Linked DNA regions of Gasterosteus aculeatus: region 1 is linked to region 2. Evidence: chromatin contacts called from public Hi-C data. All regions are on one chromosome and are shown on one strand. The core of a region is the stretch at or near the end of the contact, and the rest is flanking DNA. Distances in the headings are between cores, read along the strand shown.

Region 1 (7,280 bases), core at 4,133-6,632, 220 kb after region 2:
TCTGTGGTGAGTGTGTATTCAGTTGTAGTGGATGAACATAAGAGATCTAACGTGTCTTTCTCAATAAGGAAACGCCACAGAAGGACAGCTTTTAACAGAGACCCATTTTTCATTTTTTACATGCCACTCCAGACACGAAAAATAAACGTACAGCCTTAAGAGAAGCAAAGCATAACTCTTAAATAAAGATATATTATTTTATGGGAAGTACAGATATTATGTTTTTTTAAATAGAGCAAAGGCAAACAAGTATGCTTTCCAAAGCCATTGAATGCCTTTTCTGAACTAATAGGGAATCAAAATAGCAAGCCTACTCCTTTAGATCAAATAGATGCAATTAGTTAAATTGAGGAAAGAGAACGACTTGGCTGTAAATTGCATGGAGTGTGCATGCTAAGACCCAACACTAGCACAGCTGCACAGAGCTGCACTCACAATTTATCATCTCTACATCGCAGGAGCCAATGGCCCACACCACTATTAATCATGAGCAAAATCATTTAATTCCGCACAAGCCTGACTATTGTCTCAGTCTCTCCCTCACTCGGCACAAAGCAGCCACCGCAGCAGCAGCCCGCACCTCAGAGGGAATCACACAAAACATAGTAGACTACAAGTGTTGGCTTAAAACATGGAAGATGGTGTACACATGTTTCCTCCTATTGTGTCCATAGATAACAATTTATCACTCAGTGTTTTGTCAAACTGACGCTGTGGGTAAATTTCAGGAAAGTTACCGTCTGTGTATATCCTTTGCTCACAGTCGCGCACAACAAACCGTGGCTAAATTGTAAAACTAATCCAGACTGAATATGTCCGCAGAAACCTTCTCTAGATTTTGGCAAATTGGTCTTCCAGCAAACAGTGAAACAAGATGCCCACAAGGCTACTCCTTGTCCCAAAACGTACAAAATACCTTTTCCGCTTGTGTTTCAGTGAAGTGGCCTTCTCAGTTTGTGCACCAGTAAAAGTGCAAAGTCAGAGGACCAAACATCCACTGGAATGCACGGCTGGAAACGGGGCGCCGAGCCTCATTCTGCCCACCGCGGCAGCTGACTTACATTGGCTCCTTCTCCAGCGCCCCTCCACATGCCCAACATGGCATGCGCCCTCCCTGCAACCACCTCAGCGAGAGCACGTCTTCTCCGGGCCCACCGACAAACAGGATGAAGCAGGGTCGAACTGGGGAAGCCGGACGATGACAGGCTAGTGACAGTGAGCACACCGTGTCTGAAAAACACAGACAGCGGGAACACTGCACACAAACACCAGGAGGCAGGCAGTGTGAAAGAGGGCAAACAGACGGGGCAGATATAGAACATGCCACAAGAAATCCACATGGAGAATGTCCTCCTCACATACGTCCTACAAAAAGACACACTCACATCAACACCTATTTAAGTTCACTGACATCAATGTACACACACACACAGACACACACACACAAGCACACACACAGAGAGGGAGAGAGACACTCACACACACACACACACTCACAGACACACACACACACTAATCGCTGGTCCCATCCAACAATACAATTAACATGACGTTATTATATAAAACTGTATTGTGGTTCAACGGATGAGTATGTCACTTGTAGAGCAAATTATTTTATATAATACATTATTCCATCCTATTATGATTTGGGTGCAAATATTTTTGGAATGAGAATTAAGTTTGTTAAGAATTGTATTTGTTGCCTGAATGACAATAAATAATATTTCATGTTAGTTTTTAACATCATTGTGTAAAGGATTCTTAATTAGTTGGATGTTTCTTTTAATCAAAAAGTAAACCTGTGTCAGACAAAAGTGTGTTACCACAATCGTTGTGTGAACATCTATGTTTGGAGTTTCATCAACTCCGTAAAACCGGAGCGAACTGCACTCCATCCTAAAATCCCTTATTAAAAAAATGAGGTTTCTGATTTGTTCAGGGAGATGCTTTTTTAAAATACTGTTGTAAAAAACACAAGGATGCCAACAGATGCACGTGTCAATATAAAGTGCAATAATTCCCATCTTGGTTTGATTCTAGTTGCATTATGTTCCAATCACAAAAAAAAAAAAATTGAAGACAGGTGAAAAAAAAAGTGAGAAACGTATTGATGACAATTACATACATTTATTGCATATCATTTAATTGTATGAAATAAAAAGAACGAGCACATATGAACATCACATATGGTTAGTGAGTGAAATAATTTTGCACAGCAAAATCTCTATATATACTATATATAATATGAAGTATTAATTAACATATTTTCAAGATTTATTGGCGAATGGTACTCTCTCATTTTTTACATGCAGGGTGTCAATCCCTGACGAGCTAAACAATGTCCAGACATTATTCATTATAATAATTGTTATTGCTTTGCAAATATTGAGTTCGTTTAGCACAAAACAACAGTCTCTCCTCAACTGTTAATAAAGCATCAAAATGGTACGATCAAGTCGTAAAAGAATGTGTGACGTGGAGAGCAATAACTTTTTCCTTAACTTACACATGTTTTTAGTGCTTCTCAGTCCAAAATATAGCAGGACGCTTAGGACACGCATTTTCCAGAAAGCATGGTAATTTACTTTGTCTTCTCCAATAAACCCTTTTCGAAATGTGTGACCAGCTTTCACACTTGTGTTTGAAGCACATGCTGCAAAGGCGTTGTTTGTGAACTGCTCAATTGCACCAATTGGAGCCTTGCCAGTTGATCTAAAACTATTTGCCAACACTTGCGTGCAACAATCTCATCAATAATTATCATATTGAGCTGCACGATTCAACCTGTAGCACTTTCCATTTTGCAACGTTGCAACTTTGTACTTAAATTAAGCGTGAAAAAAATGGTTTAAATGTTGTCAAATACAGAGAGGAATACCTTTTTAAATAACAATATAGACAATAGGCATCAGACTAAATTTCCAGGAAAGGGGATCGGTGATTTCCTTTCGTGAAGTCTTTTTTTTTTTTTTTTTTTTTCCTCTCGCACCAGGATCCCCGCTGACCGACTTCCTGATGGTGCGCTCGGGGATCCACTGCAGCCTAATGCCAGCCGGTGGTGCTGCACTTCAACACAGCTGAAATGCTCCTGAATGAGGGGGGGAGTGGGGAGGAGTGGGGGGGGGGGAGTCTTGTCACTTTTTTGTTTCTGTTCCAAAAAAGTGAGTGGGTCATAAAATGAAAGTTATGAATGCCATGCTGGAGGTCATCCGACGAGAAGAACATCTTCAAGCGGAGAAAGAAAGAAAAAAGTAAAAAAAAAAAAAAGAAAAGAACCATACATGTCCAGCATGCAGGGAAGTTCGATGAGACATATGTTTAAAAACACTGAACAGTTTGTAATGAGAAGAGTCTCTTTGTGCTCAAAACAAAGGCAAGCATGAGATGAGGTGGCGTCAAACAGCAGGCTCGCAATCCTCCAAGTTTGGCAGACAAAAATACAAAAAAAGGTTTAAAAAAAAAGTAAAAACATAAACGAATCGTTGATGGATGCAGTTTGACATGAAGCTGTACAGCGAATCTGCACACTGGAGTATACTCAGTGCTCGCATGCCCACTTCGTATACTGCAGCATCAAGTTGGATCAACTGTCAAAAATCAGATTTCACTTGAACACTGCAAATCTAATGAACGATGATGGAAGAAAAAATAGACAAACAGGCTATGCGTGATATACCGAACAAAACGTAGATGAAAGTTGTCCTACTATGCCTCCAAAATTAAACCACGGAGGACGAAGCCCTACAAATCGTAAAACAGTCGCAGACGATTAAAAAGGTATCAAATAAAAAAAAAAAGTAAAAAGTTGACAAATTAGTTCTCGGTCTAGTAGTTTTTTTTTCGCCAAATGAACAAAAAAAAGTTTCATGAAAACTTTAGTAAGTGGGAGATGAGTAACCTCGGATTTTCTCATCTGATTTTTTATTATTTTTTTTCACGATTATGTCGAGACTCACATGAAAAACTCCGGGGATGAAGGGTTGTTGTCACTGCTCGATCCATTTTCTCTGAAGCCGTTGCTGATGAGCTTCTCATACTTTTCTTTGTACGCGTCCCTTTCCCGCACCAGCCTGGAGATCTCCTGCTTTAGGTGATCGACCTGCTGGATGAGATGCGTCTTCTCCCCCTCCAGGACGTGCCGCTGCTGGACCCGCTTGTACCGGCACGACTGCGCGTAGCCTCTGTTCTTTAGGGTCCTCCTCTTCTGTTTCAATCGGATCACCTCTTCCTTGCTGACCCCCCGCAGCTGCCGGTTCAGCTCCCGCACCGACATCGAGACCAGCTGGTCGTCTGAGAACCGGTCGTCCAGGCGCATGTGCGGGTGGACCGTCCCAGAGGTGCCGTTGGACTGGACGCCGGCCGCCTGGTGGTGGCTGTTGCCGTGGTGGTGGTGGTGGTGGTGGTGGTGCTGCCCTCCGTTCTGAGCGGCCGCCGCGGCGATGACCGCCGACACCACCGCCGCGGCGGAGCCCATCTCCTCCCCGGCCATGGCGCCTCCTGCCCCGGCGGCGCCGGCAAACTGCGGGCCCCTGGCGTAGCCATCGAACGACTGGAGTTGGTGGCTGCTGTTGATCAGCGCCTCGACCGCGTCTTCGGGGCTGAAGCCCAGCGCCTCTGGATTCAACTGCTGCTGGTAACCGGACATCCAGTAGAAATCCTCTATGTGCGTCTTCTGCTCGCTCCCCGAGCCCGGACTGGGCGCCGAGAAGCTTGGGGACGGGGGCACCGAGCTGCACGGCGTGCTCATCGGGGTGGAAGACAAGGATCCCCCGGCGATGAGGCGACTGCACTGGCTGATGTTGCGATCGGGCTCCACCGGCTCCTTTTTCACTTCAAACTTCATCAGATCGAAGTCATTAACATATTCCATGGCCAGGGGACTGGTGGGCAGGTCGGAGTTGCTCATTGCCAGCTCTGATGCCATCCTCTTGCTGCTGACAGTCCTCCAAGTGGGGTGCAGAGAAGCTGTCAAACTGGGTTGGTTGGGAAGTACGTGAGCCAGTTTTGATTTTTAAGCGTTTTGTTTTGAGTCAAAAAAAAAAAGGAGAAGAAGAAAAAATAAAGAGGTTTTTCAGCGTCCTTTTTGCAGCAGCCGCGGACTTGCCGGCGCGTCAAAGTAGTTTTTCTTTGCAGAGTCTACTGCGCGGACACGCCAGTGCCGCGCGCGCGAGTAGCGGGCTCCGTTCTCAGCATTTGGAATTCGGCGGTTTTGTATTTCAAACATTTAACACTTTACGGGTGTTCTTCGTTTAATACATTGCGGGAGAAGAGAGAGAGAGAGAGAGAGAAAAAAAACAGGCGCGAGGGTGCGGAGGAGGAAGGGAGGAGGGGGGAGGGAGCGAATGCAGCCTCGCGGTGCGCGGCGCTCACTGGCAGGGGCGACGTTTTCGAGGGGATCACACGAGCAGATGAGTTTAAGAGCGCCGGAGCCGCCCTGACGTCAGGCTGGGAAGAGGAAATTGACTCGGACGAAGAGCCAATAGGCGCTCGCACTCGCAGCGCTAATTAACATATTAGTGGCCCCACGGAAAGCCAACTTTTCGCAACTGTCAAATGCCATCAGCTGACTGTCAGCTGGGACTCTTAACTCCTCGACCACTGCTTGAGTCGCCTCTTCTTCTTCTTCTTCTTCTTCTTCTTCTTCTTCTTCTTCTTCTTCTTCTTCTTCTTCTTCTGCTTCTTCGCACTTGGTCCGAGTTCGGAGTCGGTTGAGAAGCTGGCGTGCAGTGAAGTCATTAACATGAGAGTATTCGTGCAGGTCGTGGCGAGAAGACGAGAACACACCTATTAATACAGATTGGTGGTTGAATAGATTTATGCACGTGCCCTTTTAAAAAAAAATCCACCGTGTATCATAATTACTCACCTTTCATTGAATAGGGAGACTGCGGCTGTTATCTCTGTAACGTTTATGTCATGCAATAAATGTGCTATCTTTATGGCGGCATGAAGCTTTTCTCTCTCCAAGAAAAATCCCTTCAATGTATTTGCGACATGTCATATTTTAGTTAGTAGTATTTTTTGCAATGTTTGACGATGTTCACCGGTGACTTTCGAGACAATTGGCCCAAAAATATGGAAGGAGTATTGAGGAGATTCTTCGTGCCTCTACGTACAATTATAAAACTCAACACTGCCACCTTTTGGACAAAACAGTGCAAAGGCTTCCGCTTTCAATCACGGCAAGAGTCCACACAATACCCAAACAAAGGAACACAACTGTTATCAAAGGATGAAGAAAATATTTGTTGACAAAAAAAAAACATGAATACATTCAAACGTATCTTTTATTTATTCATTGGATGGAAAACAATATTTAAGAATGTCAAAGGAGTTACGTAAGAAAGTGGAAATAATTGCCATGAACCCAGTGTTTCATCCAAACTCATATGTCCCACTGCCATAAAACACTTTATCTAAGCACTGGCCCAGGCGTTGCAGTGCAGTCATATACACCACTTGTACATTGCACTTTATTTGAGTTCAGAGGTCATCTACTTTTAATTGACTCATGTACAACAGTAACTGGGTATTTCCAAGAAACTGTTTGTGGCGTACAGGTACAGCACAGTGTGTGAATGTGACTTGTGAGGGAGTCCCTGATGTTGAGCAGCCTTTTGGTACTTCATTTCAGCTTGCTTCTTATACTTTAGTCTGGATTCATCAACAAAGATGACTTTAGTTTGAGATCCCTGTATTAGAGGCTAAATGTAATTAACAGATGACATGGCAGCTCACTCATTCAATTTAAATACAATTTTTTTCGGAAACTATACTGCGGCTGGATCTTGTTTGCCAGTTAAAGTGTTGATTTATTTTGTGGCCTCTTTTGAGATGGTGCTGACAAATAACTACTTCTTTCCTGTGACAAAAGCCTATAATCATAGTCTCTCTCTCTCTCTCTCTCTCCCTCTGTCTCTCCAAGTGTGATCTCATCGCTGTGACGACGTGTATTTTTAGATTCCTGGGTGCATAATATTTAATGATAGGACAAATCAGTCACATCCCTGACGCCAAAAGCTTTGGAAGATGATCCTGCCAATCAGACAGATGCTTTTTTAGCCATAAGGATTTCAACAGTTTTCTATGGGGGCCCAGAACTGTAGCTAAGACTTTCATTTTCCTCCGTTATAAATCGATGGCCTTTAATACCACTCTATTTTTCCGGTCTGTATCTCTGTTGTGTGGCTGTGTAATGTCCTAAATGTCGTAGTAAGTTCACAGAAATACTGACAGATATTACATATAATTGTTTTAATGATTCACAACCATTAAATCTT
Region 2 (6,655 bases), core at 678-3,177:
AATTACTTATAAAACCCAATAAGACACACTGTTTTCTATATATACATTTTTTCTTTTGATTAAAAGCCAACTCAGGTCAGCTGATCCATCTTGATCATCCAAAACAGAGCGATCGCTGGTGGGGCTGTTTATATGTCAGTGGGGAAACAATTCAAAGACTCAACAGACTGTGGATGTGCGATCCCCGCCAACACATTGTTGACAACAAAAACAAAGGCTGCATAGAAAATGAGTCAGTGATTAGTAAGGTATTGCTACACATCGAGCCATTTTATTCTAAAGAATAAACAGCCAATTCAAACTAGTATTACTCATTTAAATGCAAAAGTACTTTGTTCATTGACCCAGCTCCACGGCACAGATCTCAGAGGCTGACGTTAGCGTAACGTTCAGCTGCTGGTAATAACTCAGTGATGCGACTTGTGCAAAGCATTAAACAAGCAGGCCAGTTACTTTGTATGAATAAATGAATATTCAGCCAAATCCAAAGAAGCCCAAGTAAAAAGCTCAAAACATCCAGTTGAGTTGCTTTTTGTAACCTACTGTGAAAGAAAACATAACTGTCAATCGCTTTCTTTAGTCCATCCTCTGGACACTATCATGTCTCAAATGTGTCACGTAACTTCCTTTGAAACATGGAAAACTTGGTTTTGTCCAATCACACATTTGTTTGACCTTCACCGTGGACATCGACCCACCATCACCCGTCATCTGTCGCCCCCATGACATCATGACACCATGACACCATGACACCATGTCATCATGACACCATGACATCACGTCAGCATGACACACAGGCTGTTGACAATCGGATGTACTTTCCTGCCGCCCATTTGGGCAACTTTTACGCCCACCTCCCCTACAACAAAAAACAAAAAAGCTGTCGAGGGTTTCAATTTCCCAGGCATCCAAACGTTAACGGGGGGGGGTCGCGGTGACCGTCTTTTTGGGCACATAATGCGCACCTTGAGAGGCATCACTCCGCCTGGACATCTCCACCACGTCGCTGTCACTTTACCACCACTTTCAACTCGGCGACGGAGCGCGGAGTTCACCCCCCCGCGGGGGGTCGGCACGTTATCTCTTCTCTCGACTTCCAACAATCGCCACAAAGTGCATCGGAAGCGACGCAAAGTGCGAGCACACGTCAGCGACGCTGAAGAGCACGAGAGCGGTTAGTTTCGCCCGTTAAAGGGCTCCAGCGCGCCGCTTTCTCTCTCTCGTTCTTTAACGTACGCGACGCCCTCCGCTTCACTTCCTAATTCCACTATCGGTCTGTACCGCGGAGCCGTTCCGCCGGACGCGGGTTATCCTACCTCGTAAAGGTCTCCTGAAGCCATTCTTTGGGTGCGGACTCCGGCGGCGCGGCGCTCTTGCCTGCCGCGTCGGCTTCCTTCTCGCTCTCTGTGGGTTTTTTTTTTTTTTTGTTGGCCCCAAACACTCTGTCGGTGTTCCGGTGAAAGCCCCGGTAGACGGGAATTAGCGAGCAGCCGTGTTATTCCGAGCAATCCGCAGTTAGCAGATCAACAGACAGCGTCAATCGAGCCCGGCGCTGTGCGACGGATCGCTCCACACTTAGAACAAACAACCGTCGGGGCGGTGCTGTTTACCCGGAGAGAGAGAGAGAGAGAGCGCGAGAGAGAGAGGGGGGAGAGAGGGGGAGGGAGAGAGAGAGACAGCTAAGTGGAGGACACTAAATTAGTCCCCGGCTAAGAATGCATCGGCCGGATGGTCTTGCACGCGCCCTCCGCTGCGATCCAACCACCCCAACGGGGGACGACACGCCGGATGGAGGAGGCTCCCCGCTGAGGCCGCTTCTGTTCGGATCTCGCTACCTGTGCACTTCGCGGTACCACGGATGACCGGGTCGAAGCTTTTATTCAGGAAACACCTGGAGCACTTTGAGCTGGAGCTGTTCGCAGCGAATGGTTACTTACAGGAAGCTGCACAACTATCGTGCGTGTTGACGCTCGTGAGGCGCACGCACGGGCCGATCGACTTCCATCGAACGGAGTGTCCCCCACAGAAATGGCCATTACCGTGGCAATATTTGTCCAACTAAATGGATTGATAATTAAAATAGACCATGTGTTATTTAACGTTCACCCTGTTGCACCGATACAAATGGCCCCATCCAGAAAGGACACGGGGCTTGTCATCCAGTAAACACTGTCAGGGTTGAACTCCACAGCTGAAGATTGGTGTGGTAAAGCATCAAATGATTTAGCATGTTCTCATTAATGATCGGTTCGGCTATTTGTGACTTTAAAGTGATGTGGTGCAACGGAAATGTCCACAAGTTCCTCAGGAGTGAACAAAAAATAAACTGATACTTAATGTAAATCATTATGAGCCAACTGACTCTTACACCGTTTCTAATAAAATTGAATTTTTAAAAGATGAACTGATTGTGTGGAAAGCAAGCAATGTGTATCGCTGTGTCATTGACTTTCTTTCTTTCATTCATTCTTTCTCTTTAAATTTTAAATGTTGACCACACATTCCTCTGCACGATTGAACACGCAATCAAAAAACACTGAAAGAAGAAGAAAAATCACCCTTCTAGAACTTTACGCAGCACTGTGAGGTATTCTGATGTTCAGTTCTGTGTCTGCGTCAGTTAAAACAAATACTGATACTCTGGGACTCAGTGCAGATGATGTGTAGTTTTGTGCAAGTTGCAAGTTTTTAGACTACATCGACATTACCAACATGAAGTGACTGGTCTTGGCTGAGCTGAGAAATAAACTGCCTACTCCATCTGAATGTCACGATGGAGCTCAGAGTGTATTATCAAGAGCTCCCGCCTGCTTTCCCGACGATTTCTCATCATTACCTGGTATTCCATAATATCCTCAGTACACCTGAGTCTATGTATCTTACAAGTAGCTGAGAACACTATTTGGCTTTGAGGTAAAGGTTGGGCGTTTAGTTGAAATGGTACATCAGATCAAATATATGTGCGTCTCTGTGGATGAACACTGTGCATTCAGGACATCTGTTACGCCAACCTTCTGCAACCAAAAGCTCTTGTAGACTTTCCCTTGTGTTCTAACCGGCCGAGAAGAGAAATGTTATTAAAACATAGGACTTTCCTCAATGCGGTGGCAAAATGGCATTTTGTCCTGTTTGAGTTCTGACTGTAGATCTGTGGGAAGAATGAGGAAATGGCAAAACAGGAAGTGTTGTCTGGATAGTTAGCTGTTGGTCAGGTGACAGATGGTTAAAGACTTTATCCCTCCGGGGTAAATTCGTTATTTATAATAAAATAGCAGTTGGATTGAAGTTTTCCACATAATGCTGCATTTTGTCATACATGTTTTTATAGGTGACAAATGTATCTGCTCTTGGCAGTATTCCACCTTTTTCAAATGATGCAGGTACCCGACTGTACATCATTAATCCCTTCTTATGCTATATTGACAAATTCACTATTTCTGATTGATTCAGTTGCTGTTTTCTGTTGTAACAGGTGGGATTGGGACTTGTCCGTTCATCTTGAATAACAAGTCCCAATCCCACAAATATCAAACCAGGCCATATTTTAGTTTTCCGGCTTAGAAATCATCAATTAATGATGATTAATAAACTTTATGTTTTTAGCCATTGTGTAATGCCGTTTCATGCTCATTTTACAAGCATGGGTTCAGTTCTTGTGTGAAAAAAAAGAAGCAGTGTGTATTTCTGAAAATAACATCTTCATGAATAAATGATCATGTGAAATGCAATTCATTATTTACAATGTCTTTACATTTTATTGTATGTTGAGTTTTCTGGAGATTCTAACAAATGAAGTCAAATGTTACGTTACACTTTATGCAAATCAAACAAGAGAACGCTTGTTTGATAATTATTGTTTTCAGGTGAGTTAAAGTTACACAACATTAAGTTATCGTAATTAAAAGGTACCCTGTATTTAACAAGACTTTCATCATTATTATCACTAAACAGGTTTTACAGCTAGTTTTAATGTTATGAAGTTTTTCACGCACCAATCACCTTGTGTAAAATACTTTGCAATAAATTATTTCAAATCCGGAAACATCCTGCTAATTTAGCTCACTTTTTTATTCATGGCATCTTAAAAATGAATGAGAATAACTCCGTCCAGTTGGACTACCAACACTCCTTCAAGTAGTGCACACTTGCAGCTCTGAGCAGCTGGCTGTCCCTGTACTGCTTCACACTGCTGCGGCTGCTTGTTCTCCTCTTCAAAATGTCTTGCCACCTGAGCTGGCAGGAGGACATCTGGACTCCTGTGGTTTACCTCCCACGTTGCTAACCGTCCTCTCCACGTGGTGCAACAATACTGTGTGTTTCTTGTGCACACTTAAAACTCTTTCCTGGGTGTGTCCGCTCAGATGTTTGAATGTAATGTTGATTCTGTCATCGCCAACCTAGAATCATGTCGGGCCAACGGCAGTGAGAACATTACACAGCACATCTCCACCTAGAAACATAAACCGAACCAGTTGATTCCCTTGAATGCCAACTAGCATTTAGCTTTTGCGCCTCAGTATCTACAACAACTGCTGTATAGTTTTCTTCAAGAATATATCTGACAATGTGGTTGGACTATGCTGGTTTAGGTTCATACTCAAGAGTGATAGCTTAAACATATTACACATCTTTCTACACCAACGTTGAAGTGAAGCCAATTAGACCTTGCCAGCCACACCTTAAAAATAGTGGGGCACCGAGGTACATTTATCAAAAGCCCATATAGATTCTGTAAAGTCTTATAGGTATGTGCCACTGCACTTTAGCTGTAAACTAAAGAATGTAGCTGTACATTCATGAAACACGGTTCATGGTTGAAAAAACATCCACAGTTTTGAATAAGTTCCAATCTTGCAAGGCCAATTCTAAGAGTTGACAGTTGTGAACTAATCTACGTCACGAAATAAAAGAATGTTCACACCCTCTAATTAGACATCCCTCCCTCCCTCTCCTTCCATAACCTTTGTGTAGAATTACAATCACAGCACAACAAATTGATTTAGGAATCGAGCACATTACAAAACATCAATTAAGTTGAGCTGTAGGTCTTTGGACTGTGGAACCCGTACTGCCCCTGGGAGAACATGCAGAGGGCCCTTCAATCTCGGGAAAAACCCCCAACCCTTCACGCCGGGAGGCGATGGTGCTGGTTCCTGTATTTCACGTATGTTAGTTTTGCTAATCTGACATCACGGCGCAGTTAAAAAACAGTAAGGAGTCAGTACCTCTGCCCGTCTGAAGGGGGCGTGCGTGAGCACGCGGGCTCGTTCTGCTGTTGTTTTTCTTCACGTATTACAGACTCATAGCATAGTTAGCATGTGCTAGCTAAAACAGTCAAGTAGCGAACGTCAAGTGCAGTCCTTGAAAACTGAAAACATACAGTCTGAATCGGGCCAAAGACGACTTTCACCCCGAGCAATAATGTCTATTGAGACAAAAATAATGAAGAAACTAAAAGAAGATAAAGAGGACTTTCCACCAAAGTCATCGAGATGTTTGTCCAGAAGGAGAGGCGAATGAACTTAACGTAACTTACAAGAAAAGGTAAGAGCATGTGTCCCGTACTGTTTCTATGCATCGGACAAACCGCATTGGGAACGTTTGTAAGCCTAGCACCAGAAGTTGGTTGATGATTAGCCAGGAGATCGACTTTAATTTTTGCGTCTCATTCATTCACTTCGCACATGACGTCCACCTGAATGTTCCTCATTGGCTAAAATGTTCCCTAAATCGGTTGCGAAAGCTCGCATTTCCCCAAACTGCTCGTTTCCGGGCTGTTTTTAGGCGATCGCCACCGAGCTAGAAGCTGAAATGAGGTCACGCAAAATCAACCAATAAGAACGCTTGATTTCATCTGCCCCGTATCAATAAATAATACACGATACGAGATATGAAACATGGCCAGTAGTCAAAGTGCAGGCAGCCAGTTGAATGGTGAATTTACGCTACTGTGTTAAACTCATTTATTTGTGAATGTGACTTTGAAAGAGTCAGTGCCTCCCAGCCGGACCTCACCGCACGTCACGGCAGCCATTGTGTTGTGAATGAAGAAACGTAGACGGATAATTGCGTCGAGTTACGGAAGCAGTAAAGTTCGCTGAGCTGGGAACTGCGGTCGTGACCGGCCAGCCGGCAGCGGCACGTGCCCAACGTCAGCGGACATTTCCTAGTTGGTGGAAGACGGAACTGAACGATCTCGAAGGAAGAACCACCTGAAAGGTAAGGCCGCTGCCTCGTGAGAGTCAATGGCGGATTGGGCTCACTGCTTGGCTTCTGCTGAGAGATGCTGTGTGTGAGGAAACGCCGCTGTGACGCGGGTTTGTTGGAGCCACATGTGCACGACTGAGTGACGTTGCGTTGGTCGGGAGGCGCAACAGGTGTTTTAATTGCTGCGTCTCATTTCACCAACCTCGATTCATGCGTTGCGTTGCCTCTGGATTTGTGTTGTTTTCCGGCATACATTTCCCGTGTATACATGGTTTTTAAATTATCCGTGTGTGTGTGTGTGTGTGTGTGTGTGTGTGTGTGTGTGTGTGTGTGTGTGTGTGTGTGTGTGTGTGTGTGTGTGTGTGTGTGTGTGTGTGCGTGTGTGTGCGTGCGCAAGCAGTTTTCGCAAGTTAACAAATGCTGCAGAATTGAATGATGCATAATTCTG

Evidence for each region. A called contact is a pair of places that touch in the nucleus more often than the background predicts.
Region 1: a Hi-C map of skeletal muscle shows a contact between it and region 2, with 4 times the contacts expected there. The contact joins the promoter of mafa here to the promoter of LOC120830797 in region 2. A contact is called at or near these places in 3 of 6 Hi-C or Micro-C datasets (skeletal muscle and whole body).

The regions. Positions count from the first base shown.
Region 1 is chr12:14,032,298-14,039,577 of fGasAcu3.hap1.1, forward strand. mafa (MAF bZIP transcription factor a) reads right to left here and starts at 5,383. Exons shown (of 3, transcript XM_040161385.2): 1 at 3,957-5,383. The coding sequence starts at 4,924.
Region 2 is chr12:13,820,151-13,826,805 of fGasAcu3.hap1.1, forward strand. LOC120830797 (chromodomain Y-like protein 2) reads right to left here and starts at 1,928. Exons shown (of 7, transcript XM_040195713.2): 1 at 1,317-1,928. The coding sequence starts at 1,340.